Regions from separate parts of the Mus musculus genome. Here region 1 is linked to region 2. Evidence: chromatin contacts called from public promoter capture Hi-C data. All regions are on one chromosome and are shown on one strand. Each heading gives the region's core, a stretch centred on a gene start, on an enhancer-like site or on the middle of the called end of the contact. The rest is flanking DNA. Distances are from core to core; before and after follow the strand shown.

Region 1 (4,346 bases), core at 728-3,227, 9.0 Mb before region 2:
TAAATCTGACTAATAAAATCTCTACTCCTCGTTATTATCCCAAAATGACAGACTAAATGCACGCTACCGTTTTTTTCCAAAGTCAGGATTCCAGCAAGTGGAGAAACCCAGCTCACCTTGTAAATAAAGAAAAAGGCCAAAACCACAGTTTTAAACAATAAGTACATTTCAAATTCGGGGGCTAATTTGTACGCTAGTGTTTTCTTTCATATTAAACAGGGGTTTTTACCTGACAGAGTCCCAACATTTCAGATAATACTTGAAAACAAAATCACTGTCCTTCAGAAATTGAGACTGCTCCTATACTAAGTTCATTATGATATCTGGCAAAACTGCGCACTTATATTTGCATTCTGGCAGCTTAGTTGAATTTTTTTTTCAAGTTTATGAAGTAGATCATTCTACACCTTTCAGTATCTCAAGTCAAGATTGTGGAAGTCCTGTCAGTTGGTTCAAAGGATGTTTCAGGACCATGGATAGACAGATATTTTTTCTGCAGAAGGATGTAAAGTTAAAGTATTTGTTTACAATAACAGAGGTGGAGAAAACAAGATTATACCCTGGGTCCTCTAATTAGAAAACAACTTATTCATTAGGAAAAGGGAAAATAAAAAGCTAGAGAGCAAATTAATATGTTAATACTAAAGATTAGTTTTATAATTGTCCTTTATTTATTTTGTTTTTAACTGAGTACTGAAACCTAAGCTTAAGGTAATACAAATTCGCATGTTCTATAAACGGAAAGTCATTTTTTGCATTATAAAAGAGCAATGGTTTTTAAACTAGCATATGCTAATTCAGAAATACATGTACAGCACCTGCTCTGCTGTGACCGAACCATCTGTTTAATGTTACAAAATATCTTAGGGCCTTCACTGAATATAAAAGGTATATTTAGTCTATGCTTTTCACCTAGGCAGCTCATGTTCTCTAGGGACAGGTTGGGCAGGAAGGACCAGTCCCCTCCAGTGGGCTAAGGGTATTGTTATAAGAATATTTACACATCATTCTCAGAGAAAAAAGACCTCAGAACACTACAGAGGTTTAAGCGTACAGGTAAACAAGCAACCCAGCTCTATCCATTTTTTAAACATCTGTGTTGTATTAATGGAAGATTTCCAGATTAGTAAAAACACCGTAGGGCGTCTCTCCACACCAACCTAGTGGAAAAGGTTGCAAAAGGCCAAGGGGAGGGGAATCACAACCTAAAATCACAATTCCAAGAATGCAACCCATGACTATCCCACCAGAAACTCTACACTGCATCGTTTTTATTCCGCCCATCCAAAAGCTTATGATCGCCTTATCGCCACCCCATTAGGGAGAATAAAATGAAGGGAGGCGACATATATGTACCACCGTGCGGGCACATACACGTACGTGCACGGGAAGCGGTATATATATGCTTGGACCTCTCCATCATGCTGTGCGTGCCTGTGCATGGAGGGCGACTCCGCAGCGGCCGCGGGGACGCTTCCCTTGGGCAGCCCCTGCGCCCTTGACATGACAGCAGCGATCTGTCTCCTCTCCTCCTCGCTCAGCTGGCTCAGGTCCGCCTCCATGCCGGCTGGGATCCCCGGGTGCAGGGCGCTCCCGGAGCCGCCAGCCCCGCCTGCGGCCGCCGCCAACCCTTCGGGGAGCCCTTCCCCTTCCAAGCTCGCCTCGTTGCCCATGGCTCGGCGGGACACGTCCCGGTGCAGAAGCCCGCGGCCGTCCGAGCCCCGCCAGCCGGGGTCCGCCCCGGGGCGTGCAGGCTGCCCAGCCCTGGGGGCTCCGCGCCCTCCCGGCTGCCTGGGGAAGTGGGGCGAGCTCAGACCAGTCCGCAGGCTGTGCCGGCGCCGGGCAGCTCCTCCATGTTGGACAGCGCCAGGGAAGCTTCTCACGCCCTGTCTCCCGGTTGCCTCCTCAGCGCCGGAGCAGCCCAGAAGCAGCGGAGCTCGGCCAGCCCCGCGCCGACGGCCCCGCCCCGCGCCCCGCCCCCTCGCCGCGCCGGTACTGCGCGTGCGCCGCCCCGAACAGGTGATGTCCGCCACGCCTACCCGCCCTGCGTCGCATCGCGCGTAGACGCCTAGACACCGACTTAAAGGCACCAGATGATGCCATGCTAAAAGGCCCGGCGAACTGCGGACACTTCCTTCAGGCATATAGCAGGATGCCTCAACCTGAGTTTTCGCGAGCTCAATTTAGGGGGAAAAGAGCGGAAGGGGTTATGTCTGCAGCTCTGCCTCTTGGGATTTGTAGTTTCTTTTTCTTCCCCCCGCCCCCCTTCACCTCCGAATCCTCCCAAGGGACTGTGAAAGGATTTATAAAATTTCCTAAGAAAGATTCTGGTAACTAAAGATGAGGGAGAAAGAATCCGTCTAGTTTTTAAAGAAAATTTCCCAATATGAGATGAAATGGCCTTTATCTTAGAGAGCTTTACCAGAACAATTAGGTTGACTTTTTCAAAGTGATACATTAGTAAATTGGGAAAATTTTTTGAATGCTTGCACCTTGCGCTGTTTCCTCAACTACACCAATGGAAAGAATTATGGGAAATTGCTCGCCAAGGGAACAACAAATTTTGAAGTCTGTTGCTTTTATGTAAAACTTCTAAGTCATGGTTTCAAGTCTTGTCCATCCATTTTATTATTTCTAATTTAACAAATGTAAAAAGAGAAAAATCTCAGTAGATAAATCTCGTTAATCACACAGCTGCTTAACAACAAAGCTGTCTATATTTTCAGCACCCCACCACCATACTTCTTACTTCTATTCTAGAGTAATTATTCCAATTATTGCTGAGTCTGAAACTCAAAATTTGCTATGTAATGTTTTCTTATAAAGTGTTAAGTCTCAACTTTTAAGCTTAAAGAGATCAAAAGCTAAGAATAAGAAACTGAACTAATACACAGATATGAACATGATCTCACAAGATACATTTCCAAGTTTTGACAAAATTCTTATCTATGAAGTAGGTTCAAACCTTCTACTTTTAAAATAGAAAATTGGCACAGTTACAAAACAATCTGTGTCTAACATTACTAGAGTTAATGACAGCTACTCAACAGAGGAAATTGCATTATTTGTTATGTCACTGGAAACTGATTGACTTTTTGATTCTTTCATAATATATTAGGGATGTGACTTCCAAAGTCAGAGCTTCAAGTCATTCATTAAGATAAAGAGAATGTTTTCACAAACAAATTAAGCCCAAACAATCAGACTTTCTGATAGTCCTACAGGCAAATAGAATATGTGAATATTTTAAAAGGGGAGTTTACTTCAAAAAAGGACATAATTAGGCAAAAATCCTGCATCTTGTAGTATTTCTCTTTCAGAACCAGCAATTGCATGGACATCGCATGGAAATCAGTATCATCTGTAAACGAGTAGGGAAAAGGAAGATTCATATGTTAACTGTTTCTCGTCCTTTGAGAGAATAAAATAATATTTTATGTATGCACATCTGCAAACCACAACCTTCAAGCTGTAGCTTTAGAGTAATGATTGAGGGGAGAAAACAGCATATTAATTTTTATATACTTCTGTAGGTGGAAAGGAACCCGGGAAGTCATAAGAACAAAATCAGATGATGATGTAAGGAAATTAGTAACTAATAGGAATAATATATGGCCCATTTTGGAAAAGTGTAAATTTCCTTTCTTCTTTACACTCTTCCCCTTGAAGAAAATGCCAGCAGACTATGAAAAATGAGTTGTGGAAAATAAATGGACTATTAAATGAGAACTTAGCAATGAGGACATGTTTGGAGTGCTGACTTTCAAAATTGGCTTTGTCATCAAGACCTTACAAACTCTAGGTTTTCCTTTTCAATTGTCTAGCTAGTTTGTTAGTTCTTAGGAAGTGAGTTGTTGAAGTTGTTTTTGAGACAGGGTCTTGTGTAGCCCAAACTGACCTCGGAATGGTGGCATAGCAAAGAGTAACTTCCTCCTGTGGTGCTTGGGTTATTAAATCTGGATCTTCATGCCTACTAGCACTCTACCAACTTGATGTGAACAGAAACTCTAACCCATAGTCAAGTGCTTTCCTTACATGTGTGTAAATATCGCTTTTATTTCCTCGGATGATAGCTGTAACTAATTAGTGTGCATACATAGCTTGGGCTGGCCTCAGAGCATTTCTTTTCCTGTTTTAACTATCCCTAAACCCAGGCCTGGAAGATTCTAGACTCTATACAATAAAATCTTATGTAAACCTGAATCCTGCGGGCTTCTGCTTCCAGCCTTTGTCTGCTAACCTGGGTCTAGTCCTGGAAGCTTCTGGCCTCTATACAATCTAACCTAGACCTAGAATGAACCTCTGAGACCTAGTGTGGAGTAAGCGCATCCTTTCTGGCTCTTCCA
Region 2 (4,316 bases), core at 794-3,293:
TCATGTGTGAATTTGATGAGTGACATGAAGAATTCTCCAGTGCTGCTGAGATGAGTGGTTTGCCTACTTTCGTCTTTAGATAAGCCACATTCCTGGGAAAGTATGTTCTTCTCTTAACAGAAATGCCAGAATGTTCATGCAATACTGACCCCTGCATAAGATCTGGATGATCCTCTGGGTCACCTAATTCCAGTTTTTAAATATTTAAATTATATGTGTGTATGTTCAGGTCTGGGGGTGTGTGTGCATATGCTCACAAACACACACACACAGTCATATCTGTGTGATGATATGTGCATATGAGTGCAGGTGCTTTCAGCAGCCAAAAGGGGGCATCAGATGCCCTGGAGCTGTTACATGAGCCTGTGAGACAATTAACCTAGATGCTAGGTCGTGGCTTCTGGTCTTCTAGACGAGTAGGAAATGCTCTTAACCAATGAGTCATCTCTCCAGCCTCATCTCAAGTCAATTTTAACAGCATATTTTTAGGAGAGCGAGTTTAGAGATTTAAAAGGTTTATTCTACTATCTTATTATCAGAATTATAATAAAATATCTTGCTGTGATAATGTTTTGTTTGAGGTATATGTATTTTTCTTTTGCTTACATCATCAATGATCCTTAGCATTTTAGATATCAATTTCTTATTTATATTTTATTTATTGTTATTATATTCTGTGTATGTTATGGGAAAGAGAGTGGGCCTATATTCAATAATCATAAATAAACATTAGAAGGTGTGTGCATTAGGCTAAACATTTTGGCATAATTTAAATGGCAGCACATTTTCTAGATTTAACAGGAAAAGTATGATAACAGCAACTTAATATTCTGGTTTTTAAAATAGTAAGTATATTTATTGAGGCTAACATCTGACATTTGGGTCAATATTTAATGTTAATCTACAGAGGCTAGAACCAACCAACCAAACATCTAAATGAAAATGACAGCTTCAAAGTCCAGGAACAGTAAACTAATCTAGACTGAGCAGTAGTTTCCACACTGTGTACTTCCAAATAGGACTCGCTCCTTTCCCAAATTCCCCATCCTATTGTTTAGGATGCAGAACCTTATCTAAATGAATTGGAGTCCTGTTTTCTAGTCTAGGACTCAGGCATGTAGCAGAATGCCCGTAACTGCAATTTTCAGAGTTTCAAGACTAGCCTTTGCCAGGTTCCAGCTAGGAAAGCGGCCTTAGAGGCGCAGGACCTCGGGCTATCTGTAACTAACTTTAAATCAACCTCATACTGAAAAACGGAACATAACAATTCCTTAAGGTTACTCTCAGCTGCACTGCCCTGGCCAGTGACCATGACTGAGTCACATTTCGCCAAGGATTCTAAACCTAATAATTCTAATGATAGAAAATAATAAATGAGCAGTGAAGGGAGACCCCTCTAGTACGCTCGTGTGCCTTTTTCACTTAAAGACTTGGCAGAAAGATTGGCGAAATGGGCCTGCCATTCAGTGATCTTTTTCTGAAGCTTCCTCTCCAAGCTGGAATGTAATCTCTCGTGTTCTCACAAGGACAGCCTTCAAATGAAAGGTGAAAACTCTCGGCTGAGTCCAGGTTGGGGTTTCTGTTTGCCTCCACTGCACACATCATCCTTTGTAAAAATCTAGATCGTCACACTTCTTTCAATACTTCTGTGCTACAAGTTTTAAGTGACTGGTTCCTGAAGTTTAAGCCTTGGCTAGAAAAATTGCTCAAGCCATCATCCAGCAGTCTTTTAGAGCTCTCGGTGTTTTGTACAAGTGTGTCTGTTGGAGGGGTCTTTCATCGTGAGAAAATCCTGGCACCTCAGGTTCTTCAGCTACCATAAAAATGTTTGTGAGGCAGGCCAGTCTCCAGCGCATAGCGTTCAAAGCGTCAACTCCAGAGACTCCTGCCCGGAGCCCTGCTTCCCCTTGCACACAACTTAGACGAATCTGGGCTCTGCACTCTCCTTCCTGCACCCAGAGGCGTCCAAAGCACACGCCCACCTTCCTCGAGCGCGATGCAGCACGCAGGCGCGGATCCGCTGAGACGTCACCTCTGCGACCAGTAGTGACGTCAGTACGCGCGCCCGACCGAAGTTTGTCCGGATTCTGCGGGCGGGAGTCCTGCCCCTTGGAGCTCATGGTGCGCTGCGGTTGCGCTTTGTTGAGAAAGGTTCGTGACGGGGGTCTCCCCAGCTTTGGTGTCTTCGCCGCTCTCCTCCTGGGTTGTCGTTCCTCGGTTCCCGTCTCCTGGGAGAAGATTGTGTCTCAGTGACACGCTGATGGCCGTTTGGGGTCCAGCTTTAGGGAATTCCTGTATTGTTCCCAAAGCACGTGAGAGGATAATTGGGGACCTGCCTGCGGTTTAGACCCGGCATTGCGGTGCACGTGCCGGCTTGTTTGTTTGTTTGGTTTGGTTCTCATTGTTTAAAAGAGAGTCCATAACCTGCTTTTATACATTTCTCCTCCTTTACACTGCTTTTGATATCTTTCTGAAGACTTTTCTGGAAGTCAGAATGTGTGTTTGCTGTGCCTCATATAGAGATTTTACGTCAATTTTTATGTAGTGCCTGTCTTAAAATCCACTTTTATAACAATCTGCAACCAACCGCTCAATTAAAAAAGAATCTCAGTGAGCTTAACTGGCAACGGTGTGTGAAAGCTAGAGGTCATGTACATAAGCTGTTGTTAGGAACAGCCATTATAAATGAGAGTCCTTAATAAATATGACAAATCTAGAAAATAAAGAAAAAGTCACATACTGAACACAGCTTTAAAAGCCCTTACCAGGAATATCTCAGGGTGGTCAACCTTCAGTTTGTTTTTGTTTTTTTTTAAACCCACAGATTTTTTTGATACCCAAAAGTACTGCAGATTACCAAAAACGTGAATATTAATTTAAACGATTGCTCTGTAATTTGAAAGCCTGGGATTATGACACACTGGCTTTATAAGAAGTTACCTACCTAGTGAGGGAAACTAAATGGAAAGTACCAGAGGATATAATCCAGTGTCCGAGGAAGCCTGAAAAGCCAGTCAGTGAGAGTGATGGGCCAAGGAGGCCTCAGATCATACAACCATAAGCCATAGTTTAGTTGTATTTGAGGATACATTGAAACTGACACCAGAAAATGGGTTTATGATAGAAAGAACAAATGATAATCTAAACAGAGGAGAAAGCATGAATAGAGTGGCAGGGAGAGTGGGCAGCTCAGAAAAGAACAGGAAGGCTCCAACAAATGACAGCTGTCCCGGTGAGATCCGGTGAGGGCTTTGAATCCAGCACTGTAAACTTTATTATTTCAGAAGCAGTAAAAACCCAAAGTCACGACTGTTTCTGAGTAAAGAGAGACATAGACATCGGGTTCACTTAAGGGGGAAAGAGATGCTCTTGGCTCATGGTGGCGGATGCATTAAGAAGGAATGATGAGACCCTGAAAGACCATTTGGAGTTCACAGTCAAGATTCTAAGAGGACAGAGGTCCTGGAAAGGAGTTAGGCTTCTTGGAATGCAAAAATTTTGGGGAAAAGCCATCTGTTTGTTCAGTCTTGGTGAGCAGATAAGCTTTGATAATTAACTGAGGGGACAGCTTTTTGCTGTTGCTGCTGATGATGATTTTAAAATATTTGGGGGCTCAGTGGTTAAGAGCACTAACTGCTCTTGAGTTCAAGGTCTTGAGTTCAAATCCCAGCAACCACATGGTGGCTCACAACCATCTGTGATGAGATCTGACGCCCTCTTCTGGTGTGTTTGAAGACAGCTACAGTGTACTTATATATAAAAACATTTTGTTTTGGAGGGAACCCAAAACAAAATTTGAGTGGGTACCCACCAGGTTACTTATTTAAAGGGTTTCAAATGTAAGTGAAAGGCACTTCTGCTTTCAGTTGTTTTAAACTATTAATAGCTTAACTTTTCCCGGGGATTGGAGGTGGGGGCGGGGAGAGTTACTAGTACCCACTGAGGTCAGGTTTGGAATGAAAACAGGGGAAAGGGCAGAAACCTTGGGGCTGGGTGGAACAATTGATCGTTGAGGAAGAGAGTGGGAAACGAAGTAATGTGAGAAAGGGGTACACAGTGCTATGCACACAGCTTTGATTCTTTCCTGAACGAAGCCTCAGTAGAATGAAATTAGAACCTTTTAAGTTAAAAGAATATGTGATGTATATATATCCTCTCTTTCTCTCATTTTCTTAAGTATGGAAATTTCATTGATAACCTGAGAATCTTCACCAAGGGAGGAAGCGGTGGAATGGGTTACCCTCGTTTAGGTGGAGAAGGTGGAAGAGGTGGTGACGTCTGGGTTGTGGCCCATAAAAATATGACCTTAAAACAAC

Evidence for each region. Promoter capture Hi-C pulls out the DNA fragments that hold promoters and counts their contacts.
Region 1: a contact with region 2 is called in a promoter capture Hi-C map of liver, with 6 times the contacts expected there. The contact joins the promoter of Pclo here to the promoter of Gtpbp10 in region 2. A contact is called at or near these places in 2 of 39 promoter capture datasets (cranial neural crest and liver).

The regions. Positions count from the first base shown.
Region 1 is chr5:14,512,549-14,516,894 of GRCm38.p6, reverse strand. Pclo (piccolo (presynaptic cytomatrix protein)) reads right to left here and starts at 1,977. Exons shown (of 25, transcript NM_011995.4): 1 at 1,435-1,977. The coding sequence starts at 1,673.
Region 2 is chr5:5,557,268-5,561,583 of GRCm38.p6, reverse strand. Gtpbp10 (GTP-binding protein 10 (putative)) reads left to right here and starts at 2,043. Exons shown (of 10, transcript NM_153116.2): 1 at 2,043-2,151; 2 at 4,178-4,316. The coding sequence starts at 2,119.